3 separate regions of the Mus musculus genome follow, and regions 1 and 3 are each linked to region 2. A link is a contact called in public HiChIP or PLAC-seq and promoter capture Hi-C data. All regions are on one chromosome and are shown on one strand. The core of a region is the stretch at or near the end of the contact, and the rest is flanking DNA. Distances in the headings are between cores, read along the strand shown. Region 1 holds the start of 1500011B03Rik (RIKEN cDNA 1500011B03 gene). Region 2 holds the start of Coq5 (coenzyme Q5 methyltransferase). Region 3 overlaps Pxn (paxillin).

What was found. Promoter capture Hi-C pulls out the DNA fragments that hold promoters and counts their contacts. HiChIP or PLAC-seq counts read pairs in DNA pulled down with a chosen protein or histone mark.
Region 1: a contact with region 2 is called in a promoter capture Hi-C map of pre-B cells, with 2.6 times the contacts expected there. The contact joins the promoter of 1500011B03Rik here to the promoter of Coq5 in region 2. A contact is called at or near these places in 4 of 39 promoter capture datasets (liver, neutrophils and pre-B cells), 1 of 484 Hi-C or Micro-C datasets (embryonic stem cells), 2 of 115 datasets of contacts at active chromatin or transcription factors (large pre-B cells and pro-B cells) and 1 of 9 other capture datasets (liver).
Region 3: an HNF4G HiChIP or PLAC-seq map of pancreatic cancer cells shows a contact between it and region 2. The contact joins the enhancer-like site here to the promoter of Coq5 in region 2. A contact is called at or near these places in 4 of 39 promoter capture datasets (cranial neural crest, embryonic stem cells, liver and 1 more), 2 of 115 datasets of contacts at active chromatin or transcription factors (embryonic stem cells and pancreatic cancer cells) and 3 of 9 other capture datasets (adipose tissue, liver and pancreatic islet).

The regions. Positions count from the first base shown.
Region 1 is chr5:114,812,611-114,816,171 of GRCm38.p6, forward strand. It overlaps 1500011B03Rik (RIKEN cDNA 1500011B03 gene), which reads right to left and starts at 1,366. Exons shown (of 2, transcript NR_027817.1): 1 at 1,170-1,366.
Region 2 is chr5:115,277,245-115,281,131 of GRCm38.p6, forward strand. It overlaps Coq5 (coenzyme Q5 methyltransferase), which reads left to right and starts at 2,458. Exons shown (of 7, transcript NM_026504.2): 1 at 2,458-2,670. The coding sequence starts at 2,469.
Region 3 is chr5:115,536,662-115,540,241 of GRCm38.p6, forward strand. The region is part of intron 1 of Pxn (paxillin); the gene reads left to right. Among named protein-coding and RNA genes, the nearest start is that of Rplp0, 21 kb to the right of the region's middle. Within about 2 kb of position 1,535, at least 78 of the 459 cell types and tissues checked have an H3K27ac peak or open chromatin away from gene starts, as enhancers often do. A contact at or near this core is called in neural stem cells and pancreatic cancer cells, where this site is marked.

The DNA of each region.
Region 1 (3,561 bases), core at 116-2,615, 470 kb before region 2:
CGAGCAACAGAGGAGCTCACACACCCCCAGGACTCCAGGTTCTCGCTTCAGCAGGTGCGCCAGACAGCACACAGGGGTGCAAGCGCTGGCTCCCAAGCCTAGAACTGACCCCAGGAAAAGCAGCTTCCTGAGGACCAGATGTAGACACTCGACTCGCCAGCAAGAAGGACGCCAAAACAGGATTCTTCTGCATACATTTATTGGGAGAGCTTGATAGTGAAAGCGAAAGACCCCGAGGCCAAAAACCAGTGCTGCTTATATAGGCCTAGGATAGGCATGTCTACACCAGATTGGTTATGCTTTCAGTACCTCATTTACATGCTTCGGGTCAGGCAGTGACTAGGCTAAAAGAAAACTCTACTGCACATGGGCACATTGGTTGTTTACCCATATTCATGGGTAAACATATTCATAAACAAAATCACTCCCACCCATTCCTTAAAGTGAGAAAATGCAGAGGTAAGCCAAGAGGTAAAGCCTCCAAGGGTCACTAGTTCCACTCTGGTTCAATTAAGGTTCAGGATCTGTATCTGCAGCTCCGTGTGCAACCTGTCCAGCTCCTGCGACCAGTTCCCCTTCAGATAATTCGATAAATCTGTACGTTTAATAAAAGAATATTAACATACCTAATGGGAGTAATGCACATATGCAGGGTTGATGCCACACAACTCATTTGTAGGACATCCATCATCTGTTCCATGTTATGTTGTAAAACATCCACTCTTTGATTCACTAACAATAACCCTGAGGCGATATGAGAATCACCACTTGTAGAGGCCCAACTCGCCAGCAAGAAGAACAACACAACAGGATTCTTCTGCACACATTTATTGGGAGAGCTTGATAGTAAAAGCGAAAGACCCCAGGCCAAAAACCAGTGCTGCTTATATAGGCCTAGGATAGGCGTGTCTACACCAGATTGGTTATGCTTTCAGTACCTCATTTACATGCCTCAGGCCAGGCAGTGACTTGGCTGAAAGAAAACTCTACTGCACATGGGCACATTGTTTACCCATATTCATAGGTGTCGGCTTATTGAAATCAGCGCCATCTTGTAATGGCGTTTATTGGCTTCCCACAACCAGAGGCTAGGCCGGCCTGCGCCCCGCACAAGCTCCCCACGCCCGGATCCGGCTGCAAACGCGCACCCTCCCCACCGCACCGCTTACCCAGGCTCTGCCTCCGCAACACCGCGTAGGGCTGGCTTTGCTCCGGCGGCACCCCCGGGCTCGGGGCCTCGGCTCGCCCTAGCAGGAGGCTGCAGAGCATGGGCAACAGCCGCATCCATCCTGAGCGCAGCATCACTGAAACCCGCACTGCACGGAGCGCGGGGACGCCGCTTCCGCCTTAAGCCCCGCCCCTAGACGTTGCCGTTTTTCCGAGGTCCGCCCACTCCGCTCGCGCAGTTGCCACGGAAACAGGGCGGGTGGGGGGGCGAGGGGAGGAGCCATCCCGACCAACTTCGGGGGTGGGGTGGTGAATTATGGTTCTGCGCAGAGGGTTCCAAAGCTGTGGCAAGCGCTCGCGTCGGGCTTCCCCGTGGAAGGCTTTGCTTTACACATTCATACATTCATACATTTTCGTATTAGTCAATGCAGTCCGAAGAAAGAGACACCGTAATCTCATTTTTGAAAACTGTAAGTTATTTTAAACAATATTTTCTTAAATGCTTTATTTATTATTATATATAAGCACACTGTAGCCATCTTCAGACACACCAGAAGACGGCGTCAGAAATCACTACAGATGGTTGTGAGCCACCATGTGGTTGCTGGGATTTGAACTCAGGTCCTACAGAAGAGCAGTCAGTGCTCTTACCTGCTGAGCCATCTCTCCAGCCTGAAAAGTGTAAGTTTTATGTATGTATTTTGCTTCCTTTTGAGAAAGGGTTTCTCTGTGTAGCCCTGCCTGTTGGAACTCACTCTGTAGACCGGGCTGACCCAGAACTCAGAAATCCTGCCTGCCTCTGCCTCTCAAGTGCCCCAAATTCATACAGATCTGCCTGCCTCTGCCTCCCGAGTGCTGGGATTAAAGGCATGCACTAACATGCCTAGCCTATACAATCATTTTTAAGGTTTAGTTTATGTACATGAGTGCTTTGCTTGCATGTGTGTGTGCACTGCATGGGTGCCTGGAGCTGGTGAAGGCTAGAAGTAGTGTGTGTTCCTCTGGAACGGGAGTTACAGATAATTGTGAACCTCCGTGTAAGTGCTGGGAACTGAACCCAGGTCCTCTGGAAGAGCAGTAAATGCTCTTAACCGCTGACCATCTCGTAGCCCCTTTTATACAATCTTAAAATCATACTGGCTGATCTCACTCTTGCTATGATGGTGACATAACGTAAAATTAATCATTTTAGCTACTTTTTTTTTTTTTTAGTTTTATAGCAAGACAGGGTTTCTCTATATGGCTCTGGCTGTCCTGGAACTCACTTTGTAGACCAGGCTGGCCTTGAACTCAGAAATCCTTAGCTACTTTTTAATACAATTCAGCTGTATTAGGCTAAATATAAACCAACACATATAGACCATTTCCAGAACCTTCTCATCATCTCAAACAGAAACTCCAAGCCCATTAGACCATAACACAACTATCTCCCCTGTCCCCATCACCTAGTGACCCATTTTATTTCTGGCCCCTGCATACTTATCTATTCCATATCAATAGGTCATTATCATATAAGTGGGATGTACATTTGCCTATTTGGGTTTTTTTGGTTTGGTTTGGTTTGGTTTTGGTTTTTCAAGACAAGGTTTCTCTGTGTAGCCCTTGGTTGTCCTGGAACTCACTCTGTAGACCAGACTGGCCTCGAACTCAGAAATCCACCTGCCTCTGCCTCCCGAATGCTGGGATTAAAGGCGTGTGCCACCACGCCCGGCTCTGCCTATTTGTTGAATAACTATTTTCGTGTTTTCTAAGCTAAACGGCATTGAAGATTGAGTAGACACAGAAGCAGATGAGACTATAATGTCACCAAAATCTTGGCATCCGGATTGGCCTCTTCAGGAGCTACATATTCACCTTCCGGAGGTTGGAACTTTATCTCAGATGAAGAGGTGCAAGATGGGTCGAGTGTGTAGGACCAGAAGGCAAATAGGAGAATTAAAGCCATCTGTGGCTAACGTAGCCATGAAATTATGGCGAGTGATTTGTTGCAGCAATGGAAAATACAGATTAACATTCCTTTCATCTCAGAAACAATCCAGAAAATAAACACTTCTGAGAATAATACTAGAAGGTATTTTCAAGTACAGCCATAATGTCATATATAAGCAGGACACAACAGCTGTTGGACTTTCAAAGACACCAACTGCCTTAACTTTAAAATGGTTACATGACAAACGTGCATGGGTGGAACATTGGCCTTTGATATCAGAACACTTAGAGGCACTAGGACAGCTGCTGCAGAAGCAGCAAAACGTTCAACACAGGGGACAACCAATCAGTCTTTGGCGTTCTCCTATATTTGTCACTAAGAAGAAACCTGGAAAATGGGGACTATTAACAGATTTGAGAGCTGTAAATAAGGTGATTGAGCCAATGGGCTCTTTATAGCCTGGA
Region 2 (3,887 bases), core at 1,208-3,707:
ATCTCTGGGCTGGTGGTCCTGGGTTCTACAAGAAAGCAGGCTGAGGAAGTCATGGGGAGCAAGCCAGTAAGCAGCACCCCTCCATGGCCTCTGCATCAGCTCCTGCCTCCAGATTCCTGCCCTGTGTGAGTTCCTGTCCTGACTTTTTGGTGGTGAACATCTATGTGGAAGTGTAAGCTGAATAAACCCTTTGCTTTCTTGGTCATGATGTTTGTGCAGGAATAAAAACCCTGACTAAGACACACACACACACACACACACACACAGAGAGAGAGAGAGAGAGAGAGAGAGAGAGAGAGAGAGAGAGAGAGAGAGAGAAGAGCATGCTTCAGTTGGAAAATGTAGTGTGATGTCCAGAAGGAACAGCTAAATCCCAAGGTCTACTCTGACACACAACAGAAGTACAGCAAGTTCTAAAATACTGTGGTGAAACTTTATTTCACAGAATGAAGACACGAGAATGCTAAGTGTGTGGATGAATAATTTCTTCCTTCTGTCATTGATAAAAATGGAAGCGAGGGGCAGAGGATCCCAGTGCAGGAGGTGTCCATCTGTCAGGATATACTGAATGGAGAAGACACTCTTCATTTAAAATTTCTTTCTTAGGATCCTTGGCATCTTCTCCTTGTGAAATATTTACAGAAAATATACATTTAAAAGGGATTTAAAACAGAAACATTCAAGCAGAATTCAGCAATCTCTATACTTGCCTTTGGACAAGATGTTCTGTAATATGTTATCTTGACCATAAAAAAAAATCAATTTTTTTTGTTTTGTTTTTTTGAGACAGGGTTTTTCTGTGTAGCCCGAGCTGTCCTGGAACTCACTCCATAGAACAGGCTGGCCTCAAACTCAGAAATCTGCCTACCTCTGCCTCCCAAGTGCTGGGATTAAAGGCATGCGCCACCACTGCCTGGCTTCAGTTTAAAAAAATTTTTAAAGGCCCTGTGTAGTGATACAGGCCTTTAATCCCACCTACCAGGAAGATCAAAAGTTCAAAGCCTGTATCTAGGTGACAAAGTGAGTTCAAGGCCTTGCCAACTTAGTGAAATGCTATCTCAACATAAAAGATAAGAGCTGGCAAGGTGGCTCAGTAGATCACAGTGCTTTAGTTGTAAGCCTGAGGATGTGAGTTCAATTCCCAGGGCCATGGAGAACTGACCCCTGAAAGTCATCTCCTGACCTCCACACATGGATCTTGGCATGTGCACGCCTACGTGTGAGAACACGCGTGCATGCACACACACACATCAAAAAGACACAATTTATTTAATTATTATTTATTTATTTTAAAATTAAATATACTACCAGTTGGTGGTGGCACACACCTTTGATCCCAGCAGTTGGGAGGCAGAGGCAGGCAGATTTCTGAGTTCCAGGTCAGCCTGGCCTACAGAGCAAGTTCCAGGACAGCCAAGGCTACACAGAGAAACCCTGTCTCATAAAACAAACAAACCAAAATTAAATACATTTAAAAGGCACTCGGGTAGAGTTTAGTGTCACAGCACTGTTCAAGTGTGCACTAGAACCTGCACACCATTCCAGATGCCACTAAAACGATGTGGGAGGAGTTCAGGCTTGTGCTGTCTGACTTAACCAGGCATGTTATGAGTTCAAGTACACTCTGGACTAGGTAAACTAGTTCCAGCTTTAAAAAATATATATATTCACATGAGGCACACACAGGGGGGTTGACTCATCAGTTATAATGCTTGTCACCAGCACCCAAATCCTTATGCTCATTCACCTAAAACTACAGTTTTAAGATATCTGACATCTCTGGGTTCCACAGGCAGCTGCACTCACGTTCACATACATCCACAGACACACAAGTGTATATACTTTACTTTAGATGTATGTTTGTATGTGTACATATATGTATACACACACATATGTATACACACACATATACATACATACACATATATGTATGTGTGTATATACATATACATATATACACATATATGTATGTGTGTATATACATATACATATATACACATATATGTGTATACATATATATATATTTTTTTTTCAAATCATGTAATTTTGATCTTTAACTTACAACATGCCTCAATTTCACCCAGTTCCTGCACCAGAAAACAAAAGTTGCAGGGCATGAGGGAGCACACTCCAGCACTTGGGTGGATTTCTGCGAGTTCCGGGCCAGCCTGGTCTATTCAGTTGTCTTTTCCATAGTAGTCTTTAGTCCTAGCTAACAGGATGGAAATATGGCCGCTGAAATATAATTAGGGCCTCTGTCTGAATTCTGCTTATTCCTGCTAAACTCTAGATTCAGTCAGGGAACACAGGAAAGGCTTTCAGGTTTCCAAATCCTAAACCAGGAGGACTCCTTAAAAAAACAGGCGTTTGGGGGTGCGTTCCACTAATGTGTCTCCTGTCGGCCGCCGTCACCCGGCTGGTGACGCAACCCGACGTTCTCCCCGCCCCGCGGTCGCCGGGGTGTCACGATGGCGGCGCCCAGGTGCTGCGTTCTATGGCGCGTCTGCGGCCGCGGGTGGTGGCGAGCCACGGGACACTGCAGGCTCCCCGGGTGTCATAGATCCTGGCCATGGGCCACGCTGGGAACGCGGTCCTTGTCCCAGGAGAAGCGAGCCGCGGAAACGCACTTCGGGTTTGAGACCGTGTCGGAAGGGGAGAAAGGAAGCAAAGGTGACAGAGGGCGCGAGGGTGGATGGAGGGACCTGTCGGGCTCCTGTTCGGGTTCCTTTTCTCACTGAGGGTTGATTGGATGCCCTGTCGGCCCCGGAGCTGTGTTCCTTACTGTCCTGACTTCCCAGACCCAGCTTCCCTTTCGGGGACTCATTTGCTGTCACTGCCACTGCAGCCATTTGAGACGCTGCCCCCGGCGACGCGCCCCCTTTTGTCAGGGTCTCTCTGTGTCACCTTGACTGCCCTGGAGCTGTCCAGGATGGCCTCGAACTCACAGAGATGCACCTGCCTGTGCCTCTGCCTCTGGAGCGCTGCCATTAAAGGCTGTGCGCCACCAAACCCGGCTTTTCCCTCTTTGAAGCACAGCATGACCCTTTACGCTCGTCAACTGCGAGATTGTCCTATACGTATGCCAGGTGCCGTGTACAGATTTTCCCCCCACCCATTTCTCACTTCAGTTTCCCACTAGTGACTGTTGTTACTACTTTTCTGAGGGAATATAGGGTTAAGGTTAAGCTTGCACTATTTAAAATGGTAGCCAGGAGCTGGGACTGTGGCACAATTGGTCGAGTGCTGCTGGCCTGTCACTTCCTGCGGCTCAGTTTCATCCCCAGCACCTCATAATTTGTGTGGTGGTGTAAACTGTGTTCCCAGCACTTGGCAGGTGTGTGGGGGAAGGTTACAAGTACAAGGTAATTCTCTTACTGTACTGTGAATTTGAAGCCAGCCTCAGACAGAGAGATACTGCCTCCACAAAGATAAGTATAAACTTGTAAGTTAGAAGAGTAACTACTTGTCTAACACAGAATTTACATCCTTATTTTCTTACTAAAGAAAGACACTAAAAAAAGAAAAAAAAAAAAAAAAAAAAAGCCGAGCACTTGGGAGGCAGAGGCAGGCGGATTTCTGAGTTTGAAGCCAGCCTGGTCTACAAAGTGAGTTCCAGGACAGCCAGAGCTACACGAGAAACCCTGTCTCAAAAAACCAAAACCAAACCAAAAAAAAAAAAAAAAAGACGCTATCCCCTCCTTTTAAAAACACACGCTCACACATAGTTCAGGGCCATCCTTGCCTACATAGAGAGTTCCAGGACAATCAGAGTTACACTATGAAACCCTGTCTCCAAGAAAAATAAAACATCAGAACTGTCTGACACATACAGTGCCATGCATTCAGGAGGCCTGGGGTAGGATCACAAGTTCAAAACCTTTCCTAAA
Region 3 (3,580 bases), core at 285-2,784, 260 kb after region 2:
GGGCTTGATTGACTGAGAAACCGTGTTCAAGATAAAGGTCTAGGGAGGAAGAGTCTGGGATAGGCATAATGGTCTAGGGGCCTGGGGTATGTGCTGGCCCCACAGATCACCAGGATATTAACCACACCCACTCTCAGCCTTCTGGGTGGAAGACAGGTACACATCCCTTCCCTTAAAGAGACAAACCTGTGTGCTTGTCATCCCTGGTTTCCCTGATTCTTATCTGTGAGCACAAGGGCCTTGTGTCCTCTACACACCAGAATCCCCAAGAAGTAGGCTCTAAGGAATGGACTTGCCAGAGGGAGAGGGAGAGGGAGAGGGAGAGAGAGAGAGAGAGAGAGAGAGAGAGAGAGAGAGAGAGAGAGAGAGAGAGAAAGAGAAAACGAACTTCCTTCTTCCATGTCCTTTATGTCCTTTATGTAGGCTGTGAGCAGATGGTTCAGTCCGGGTTCAGGGTGGATCTTCCCAACCCAGATCAGAATGAGGGACTGGAGAGATGGCTCAGTGGCTAAGAGCACTTCCAGAGCCCACTAGTTCAAAATTTTAAAAACAAACAAACAAAAGTCCAGATTAAAACTGGGTTTCAGGCTGGAGAGATGGCTCAGTGGTTAAGAGCACCGACTGCTCTTCCGAAGGTCCAGAGTTCAAATCCCAGCAACCACATGGTGGCTCACAACCATCCGTAATGAGATCTGATACCCTCTTTTGGTGTGTCTGAAGACAGCTACAGTGTACTTAGATATAATAATTAATAAATCTTTAAAAAAAACAACTGGGTTTCACTGGGCATGGTGGTACACGCCTTTAATCCCAGCACTTGGGAGGCAGAGGCAGGTGGATTTCTGAGTTCAAGCCCAGCCTGGTCTATAAAATGAGTTCTAGGACAGCCAGGGCTACACAGAGAAACCTTGTCTCGAAAAACCAAAAAAAAACCAAAAAACCAAACCAAAACCAAAGCACTGGGTTTCCCACTTCAACCACGTAGTTGAGGGAAAATTCCTCACAGGTGTTCCCCTGCCTGGGTTTTAGTTAATTCCAGTCAAGGACAACCAAGAACAACCGGGTCTCCCTCCAAGGCCTTGTTTTGGGTAGAATGATGCCCTGTCTGCCATCCCAGCACTGGGTATGACATTTCTTTGTCCTTAGAGTTGTGGGTCCTCTAGTACAGAGCTCCTGCCTGTTCAGCACCTCCCACATGCTAACTGTGCCGTGATTTGATCCCGGTGCCCAGTAGGCACTTGATGCCCGTTTTCTTGTTTGATCTGAACCCTAAGCTTAAAATGATGACATTCCTGGAAACGTGGGGCAGGCAAGACAGCTGAGGCACAGGCCCCTATCCAGGCAGTTCATCCAGAGAGCAGACAGCCTGTCTGCAAATCCCCAAGTGCAGGCTGTAACATCCAGCCACCTGAGGAATGGCTGGGGCCCCAGCTCCGGCCGCAGAACCTGAACCACCTTGGGTTGGACCTGGAGCTCACCGCTCTTGGCACCTGTCCAGCGCCAGGACTCTGCCTTTTGACAGATTGTATCACATGCCTAAGATGTGGCTGGGGACAGCTAGAACAAAGGGGCACCGCTTGGGAAAGAGCTCTGCATGGGCATAGGGTGGGAAGGCTTCGCCGATTCTCCCCTTGGCTGTCCTTTCAGTGGGGGTTGGGATGGGTGGAAGGGAGTTCCGGGGTGCTTACTATCAAGTCTTGACAGCCCAAGTCCAGTCCCTGGGCGCCATATGGTACAGGGAGGGAACTGACTCCCCGAACGTTGTCTTCTGGCCTCGACATGTGGGTGCCCTTCCTCCTCCAGTAATGGGACAGTCCTGCCATTGAGTGCTGGGCTCCAGTGCAGGTTCCTGGCTTGAAGGTGGTATTGCCTCAAGCTGTAGCCCGAGCAAGGTACAGCTATAAAATGGGGTGCCTGTGCCCTGCATTTGCAGAAGAGATAGTGGAAGCTGACTGAATGTGTCCCTCTGGGTCTGTGGAGCTTGAACTTCATGCTACCCTTAGATTGCACCTCCAGATGTCCCAATTTGCATGCCCAGGGTCTTGGCACTCAGGCTGGTTTCCGTGCCAGCTCTGTGCCGCCGGCTCTAGCTTCTCTGAGACTGAAACTTCCCACTGTGCCTGGGGACTCCCTAGTCTTTCCCTAGCTCAGCAAGAAAATTCTGCGGTTGCACGAGGTTACCCCTGGTAGCAGGAAGGTGATAGACCAACGGCTCCCTCTGGTGGTGAGCAGCGGAAGGCCCGCACGCTTACTCAACAGTACACAGCACTGTGAGTTTTGCCATCCATACCCAGGGCTGCACAGACCTGCCCTCCCGCCCCCCCCCCCCCGTGATTTTTGCTTTCCCCCTCTAGTGGATTCAAGCTTTTGGTTCGGACTTTAGTTGAAATGGTGTCAAGCCTGGACCCAACAATTTAGTGGGGTGATGCTGATGCACTCTGAGGTGCCCCAGCTCTGGGCCCTTTAGTCTGTGAGAAGAAGGACACAGGTGGTGATGGATCTTTGTCTGACCTCTGTATGTACTAAAGGATGGGGCCATTGAGGCGTGAGGTGAAGGAGTTTCTAACACCCCTTGTATATTTAGAGCTAGTGAAAGGTTGTAGCCACGGCTGAAGCCTGGGGAAGCCTGGCAGGTAGGGAGGCTGCTTTGTGAAGCCTCATCCTGGCTGTGTTTACTGAAGCCAGGGGAGGAGTTTGCTGGGTTTTGGGGGCTTTAGCCTTTAACAGCGGCCGATGGGACCGCTAGGCTAGGTGTCTACAGCACAGGACCCAGAGCCTCAGAGGCTGTGTTTAGGTGGCCTCCTGTATTGCTGTACCAACTAGTGAGGGGCCCTGGGGCACGGGGACTACAAGTCTATTCAAGCCACAGGTAAGGACTAAGTTAGGGTACAGAGAGAGGAGGAAACCTTGTCGGAGGCTGTGCTTGGGTAAAGTTCCGCTCTCTCAGGTAGGCAAACGTTTAGAGGAAATTGGGAAATCATTTTTTTTTTTTTTTTTTTTTTTTGGTTTTTGTTTTCTGAGGCAATGTTTCTGTGTGTAGCCCTGCCCTCCTGGATCTTGCTCTGTAGACCAGGCTGATCTTGACCTCAGATCTGCCCGCCTCTGCCTCCCAAGTGCTGGAATTATAGGCGGGTGCCACCAGGCAGGGCTTTGAATGCTCCTTTCTTACTCTGGGGCTCTGGCCCAGACTGTTTTCATGGCTGCATCCGGTTCTACGAAGGAGGGTCTTTCTCTAGATGTCACAGAGTAATTAGGTCTGGTTTGGCAACTGATGCATTTTGGCAACTGTTCGTGGGCCAGCCCTTGTAAATCTCACTGATACTGCAGGGTAAGAGTTATTTACAAGCCGGGCGTGGTGGTGCATGCCTTTAATCCCAGCACTTGGGAGGCAGAGGCAGGGGGATTTCTGAGTTCGAGGCCAGCCTGGTCTACAGAGTGAGTTCCAGGACAGCCAGAGCTGCACAGAGAAACCCTGTCTCGAAAAACCAAAAAAAAAAAAAAAAAAAAAAGAGCTATTCACAGCGAGGGCTGGAGGGTCGGATAGCTCAGCGGGTAACAGCATGTGCTAGGCGAGCCTGAC